2 separate regions of the Sus scrofa genome follow, and region 2 is linked to region 1. A link is a contact called in public HiChIP or PLAC-seq data. All regions are on one chromosome and are shown on one strand. The core of a region is the stretch at or near the end of the contact, and the rest is flanking DNA. Distances in the headings are between cores, read along the strand shown.

Evidence for each region. HiChIP or PLAC-seq counts read pairs in DNA pulled down with a chosen protein or histone mark.
Region 2: an H3K27ac HiChIP or PLAC-seq map of alveolar macrophages shows a contact between it and region 1. The contact joins two enhancer-like sites. A contact is called at or near these places in 5 of 47 Hi-C or Micro-C datasets (alveolar macrophages, embryonic fibroblasts, fibroblasts and 2 more) and 2 of 2 datasets of contacts at active chromatin or transcription factors (alveolar macrophages and skeletal muscle).

Annotation. Positions count from the first base shown.
Region 1 is chr14:12,995,143-12,998,063 of Sscrofa11.1, reverse strand. The region is part of intron 14 of KIF13B (kinesin-like protein KIF13B); the gene reads left to right. Among named protein-coding and RNA genes, the nearest start is that of KIF13B, 100 kb to the left of the region's middle. Within about 2 kb of position 1,548, at least 7 of the 83 cell types and tissues checked have an H3K27ac peak or open chromatin away from gene starts, as enhancers often do. A contact at or near this core is called in alveolar macrophages, where this site is marked.
Region 2 is chr14:13,119,736-13,122,986 of Sscrofa11.1, reverse strand. No RefSeq gene overlaps it. Among named protein-coding and RNA genes, the nearest start is that of KIF13B, 21 kb to the right of the region's middle. Within about 2 kb of position 1,571, at least 31 of the 83 cell types and tissues checked have an H3K27ac peak or open chromatin away from gene starts, as enhancers often do. A contact at or near this core is called in alveolar macrophages, where this site is marked.

The sequences.
Region 1 (2,921 bases), core at 299-2,798:
CTAACTTGTTTATGGCTTTAGCAGATTTGAGCTTTTAGAACTCAATATTTGAGATTCCAGCAAATCATCATCCAAATCAGAATAGATTATAACTTCAAATGAGACACTGATGTTGTCATTTATAATGTAAGGTCTACATTTGGGATGTTCATTTGTGTGTGTGTGTGTGTGTGTGTGTTTTGTCTTTTTGCCTTTTCTAGGGCCGCTCATGCAGCATATGGAGGTTCCCAGGCTAGGGGTCGAATTGGAGCTACAACCGCTGGCCTACATCAGAGCCACAGCAACTCGGGATCCAAGCCTCGTCTGCAACCTACACCACAGCTCACAGCAATGCCGGATCCTTAACCCACTAAGCAAGGCCAGGGACCGAACCCACAATCTCATTGTTCCTAGTCAGATTCCTTAACCATTGTGCCACGACAGGAACTCCAAGGGATGTTGCGTATTTTTTTGTCTCTCATGGCTCAGTGCTCAGCTCAAAATAGGTGCTCAATATATTTGCTCAGTGCTCAAAATATGAAATTTTCCTTCTAGAATTTGGATTAGACCTTTGTGTTTGAGCTGATATCTCTGATGATTTTTAATTGAGTTTATCAGTGGACCCCTAGCAGCTTTCACTGTGTATCATGAACTATGTTTGTTGTTGGAGAAGACATGAGAGTATAGCTTACTATCTAAATAAGGGAAAAATGGAATTTCCTGATGGCTCAGTAGGTTAAGGTCTGGTGTTGTTGCTGTGGGATGGATTTGATCCCTGGCCCTGGAACCTCCACCTTCTGCGGACACAGCCAATAAATAAAGGAAAAAGCCAACATTCATGCAATAGTAAATTGCGGTGCTGACTCTGAGTGTAATAGGGGTTTAGAGAAGGGGAAAGTCATGGTAGGCTACTACTGAAACCTGTAAGTAGATGAAGTTAGAAGTAGGTGTTAAAGCTATTTTGTATTTAGATGAAGGGAAGAGCATTTCAGGCAAAGAGAACCAAAGCAAGGCAGTGACATGGGAGTGAACCTGTGTCTAATCTTGGAGTGTGACAGTAGGAGTTGGTTCTGTATGCCCAACTACCTCCACCCTCAAGTACACAAAAAAGGTTTTGGCATCACAACCATAGTCTAGGACTTGTGCTAGACTTTCTCGTGGAAGGAGGAAAGGGATGATACATAGAAGTGGCCTAACCCAAGTGCTTTGGAGATCTTTTCTTCTTTTTACAGTGGTCTTGGGCTCTTTTTCTCTTCAGAATTTTTTCCTCCCTTTTGGAACTTCTCTCTACTTTGCAGCTGGTGTTGTAAGACAGGGCAGAGGTGGGGAATCAGGAAAGGCGTGTAATGGATTCCGTAGTCCTGCCACCGAATGTCACTAAAGCATTAGTTGTAGTTTCCACCTCATCAAGTCCTGTTCTCCAGGTTAGGAAAGTATGGTATTGGCCAGGAAGCCTCAGCCAATATTGAGTGGACAATTGCCTGGAATGTTCTTTGTGTATATTATATACTCTCCTCAATGACTCAGTAGGGTACCATGGTACAGTTCTGATCCCAGCTCTTTGTTTCCTGGGAAACACTACTGCAGCATAGTTGAGAGAAGAAACCTCCAGAAAAGGGGAAATGAAAGTAATAGAAAGGAAGAAGCTTTTTTTTTTTTCCTTTTTTGGGGGGGCGGGGCGAAGATGTGGCATACAGAAGTTCCCAGGCTTGGGGTCAAATCGGAGTTACAGCTGCCAGCCTACTCCACAGCCACAGCAATGCAAGATATGAGCCACGTTTGTGACCTGCACTATAGCTCACAACAACGCTGGATCCTTAACCCACTGAGCAAGGCCAGGGATCGAACCCACATCCTCATAGATCCTAGTTGAGTTCGTTGCTGAGCCATGATGAGAACTCCAGAAGAAGGCTTTTTATGAGACTGAGATCCCAGAAGGGGTGAGAAGAATTGGAACAAAGAATATAATTTTTTTTTGATTGTGCCCAAGGCATATGGAAGTTCCCAGACCAAGGATTGAACATGAGGCACAGCAGTGACCTGAACCACTGCAGTGACAATGCCAGGTCCGCCACAAGAGAACTCCCCAGAGCACAGTTGAAAGGGTTATTGGCAAGGAAGAGGAGAGAATGTTCTTCCTGAGTCTGAAGGGATTGCTAAAGGAAGTGATTATTCATTTATTTTTCTTTTATATTTATTTAATGGCTAAATGTACCAGGCCTGTGCTACATGCTTAGAATTCAGTGACAGGGGGCAGGGTGCAGGTCAGGCTGATCTCTGCTCCCTTAGGGTTTCTGAGCTAGCTGTGGAGATGGATGGTAAATGTGCAAGTCAGTGCTATGTCGGAAATTCAGGTATGAGAGTAATAGGGTAGCTATTTCTGATTGTCGGTTCAGGATACACCTCTCTTAGGATGTGCCCTTAAAAGCTGAGGTAGAAATATAAACTACCAATATTGAGATCAGAAGAGGAACACTTCAGACAGAGGAAATTGTCAGTGTGTTCAGAGAACAGATGAAAGGCCTGTGTGGCTGAGCTGGGATAAGAGAGACTGGTGGGGAACGGATCACAGAGGGTGTAAGCCTGGGTAAGAATTTGAACTTCCCTGGAAGCCACTAGAGGGCTCTAAATAGAGGATCACGTGGTCAGCTGTTGTGACTGGAGTGGATGGAATGAGGTATGTAGAAGTGGAGAAATAGTAGGAGCCTTCTGTATTCACCCAGGCAAGGTCTGGCATTTGAGAGTGGAGTTGGAGAAAATGAACTGATTCTTGATATGTTTCAGAGGGTGAGTGCGTGAGGATTTCCTGATTGACATGGGCTAGAGGTAGGCTGCTAAGCAAAGAGAGGACTCCGGGATAGCATCTAAGCTTTTTCAGTGGACCGAGTGGGTGGTGGTAGGGTAGTGCCATTGGTCTTGGGGAAGAGAGTGGGTGGTGGAGA
Region 2 (3,251 bases), core at 322-2,821, 120 kb before region 1:
CCACTAAGCTTTGGGTAATATGTTTCACAATAAAGAACTGATAACACACCACTAGTAAGAGGCAATCAGATATCTGACAGGTCTGAGACCACTTCCTAGGCATGGTTATACACTAACAAATAACTAAATCCTCAGAGGAGGTACCTCTGAATAGAAATTTTAAGAAGAGTCCAGACAATGTAAATCATCCAAAGTAGAGCTAAACTTTTTTTTTTTTCTTTTCTTTTCCTGGCCTAACCTGCAGCATGTGGAAGTTCCCAGGCTAGGAGTCGAATTGGAACTGCAGCTGCAACCTACACCACAGCCACAGCAACACTGGCTCCAAGCTGTATCTGCAACCTACACCACAGCCTGCGGCAACGTCAGATACTTAACCCACTGAGGGAGGCCGGGGAATCAAACCCTCATCCTCACAGAGACTATGTCAGGTCTTTAACCCACTGAGCCACAACTGGAACTCCCTAAACTTATCTTTAAAACTCACTTAGTCTAACCCTTTCAGTTTACAGTTCAGGAAGCTGAGGGACTGAGATATTTCCACTGCTCCCATGGCATTTGGGAAGGGCCAGGACTTGGACCTAGTTCGTTCCCCGTCCAAAGTCTTTACACTGCTTCATCCTCACTTGCCTTGCTATTTAAGGCAGGAATAATGACTTCTTGGGTCTTGCTCACTAACGTGTTTTGTATAAATGGCCTGTATGTGTTAGGAAGTAATGAATACTTGTTGCAAGAGTAGAAGACCAACAAATGGTCCTTGATGATCACAATGAAGAGAAGTTGCTCAATGTGTCTTCATACCCGTTGTCCTCACCTCCTTCCCCAGCAGCCAGAAATGGGCATGGAATTGGTAGGAACCCTGGGTAGTGGGATACCTGGCAGATTTCTGGACAGGAAACTGTGATCAGGCTACACGTAGGCAAAAGGGAAGGAGATAGAAAAGCTAAATTAGCCAGAACAGTGCAGATATTTTGTGGATTCTGGGATGTGGAATGTTGTTCAGGAAATTGAGAATTTTTAAGAGCTCAAAGGAATCCTCAGAAGAAGAAGATAGTAGTATTTGCAGAAGTCTTATCAAGCACCTTCTCTTCTCCTTGAGCCTCATTCATGAGCTGTAATGTTAACATATGTCCACTAGAGGGCAGCACTTACCCTTCCCCAAGGCAGAATTTTTACCTTGCGCTCTCTCCTGTTCGAGCCTCATTCATAGACTGTAATGTTAAGATATGTCCACTAGAGGGCAGCACTTACCCTTCCCTAAAGCAGAAGCTCTAGATTTTGGTCAAAAAACTGTTTGCCTGCCAAACTGAATTTATTAAAATCGACTTGGGTTTCCAGTTTTTATTTACGAAAACGCACAAATGATAGCTACCATACATTTTGGGTCACTCTGAGATAAGCAGTGTTATAAAATTCTATCTGCCCCACACCAAAATGGCCTCAGATAAATGTAAAACAAGTTATTAAAACGCTGAAAATTTAAAAGAGAGAATTAAGGAGGGGAGGAAAGGAGATAAAGGAAGAAAGGACAAGAGGGAGGAAGTCTGAGACCCTTGTTGACTTCCCAGTTCCCTTGGGATCCAGAAGCTCTGGTTTGGGGAAACCCCAGTCTCAGCCAGGGTCGTCCTGCCATCTGTTCGGGGTAGGGTGGTCCTTTTTTCCTTTTCAAAATCGGGCAGGCAAGCTTCCTTAGGTAGAGCTTCCTAACTTATGTTAAGGAAGTGCTAAATATGTGTTAACAGTCGGCAAAATTCAGATGATTTGAAAAGGAGTGTTAATGTTATAAAAGTTCACCGCAGAGGCACGTTGCCTGCAATAAAAATATTGTCCACCAGGTGGCGGTGTTGCCCTAGCGTCAAACTCTCCTCGGCCTCTTCGCTTCAGGAGGGTCCTGGAGTGTTAGTCTCATCAGTGGCCTCCAAATGTATTTTAATTCCAAATCCAGGAAGAGGGGGGAAAATGAGGGGAAGAATGACTTCTCCTTCCCATCCCCACAGCAACATCCCAATGGCTCTCTAACTGCCCTCCCTGATTTCCACTCTTTTGCCCTCCTTTAAAGACAAGTCTCCTGTTGTTTCTTCCAGCACCACTCCTCACAACAGGCTTAGCCATGTCCCACGGGTGTCCTCAGAACACCAATAAGAATTTATCATCACCATGGTGGGTATATCTTGACCCATCTACCCCCTCTTGAAGGACTGTGACATATATTGTGTGTCCCCAAAGAATACATAGGCATCGTCATTCATGACGTGACAGGTGGCCCAGCAAGGTGCTCCTGAAGGGAATTCTGGATTCAGATCCTAACTCTGCTCTTTTTTTCCCCCCACTTTGGGCAAGTCACTTAACCTAGCTCACCGTTGGATTCTCCATCTATAAAACAAGGTACCACAAGCCCCCTATGGGGCTGTTGGCAGGTTTGAGCAATAAATGCTAGCTACCACGGTAAATAACTCTTTGCTGAACGAAACCAGCTCTACCCAACACATCAGCATCCAATTATTCTTCCTAAGTTGTCACTTGTGTCATATCACTCCCAGATCAAACTCCTGGATCTGCTTAATTTGGACGAAGCTCCAACTCTTCTTAGCTTCCATAGTTATTGATTTATCTCTATTTTTAAAAACACATCTATTATTGTTTAAATAGTTCTTTAAACACTATTTTTGTAAAAGCATGTTTTGTAATTACCAGTTGGTCACAAGAAAATGACTCTTATCAGAATCACTCTTGTCAGGAACAGTTCTGAGAACCTGCCTTTAATTCAGTGCTTTCCAGTTCTGGCTTCATGTTAAGATCGCCTGGGGTGCTTTGTCAAGCATTCCAACACCCAACCCCAGAAATTCCCATCTAATTTGTCTGGGGTGTGGTTGGACATTGGGATTGAAAAGGTTTCCCAGGGAGACTATGGTGCAGCCAGTGGTGAGTGGCACCTCTGCTTTGTCACACCTGGTAGAATCTTCATGCCCACTCACCTGCAACCACACAGTTTTCAAGTTCTCGCTCCTCAGCTGGCTGTTCCTGTTCCCAGTTGGCCTGGGTTAGGCCCAGGCACACCTGCCCCAGCCCTGGAGGATGTGTAAAGAGGAAAATAAGCTTTGTCTTCCCATCAGGCCACAAACACTCCTAGACCCACCCTCTTAACTTCCTGGATTCTTGATCCAGTTTATGGTTTAGTGATAACATCTTGGACAGAGAACCAGTTTCTGACTTGCAGTGACCTATTGACCCCTAGACTGGTGTTGGAATCTCCT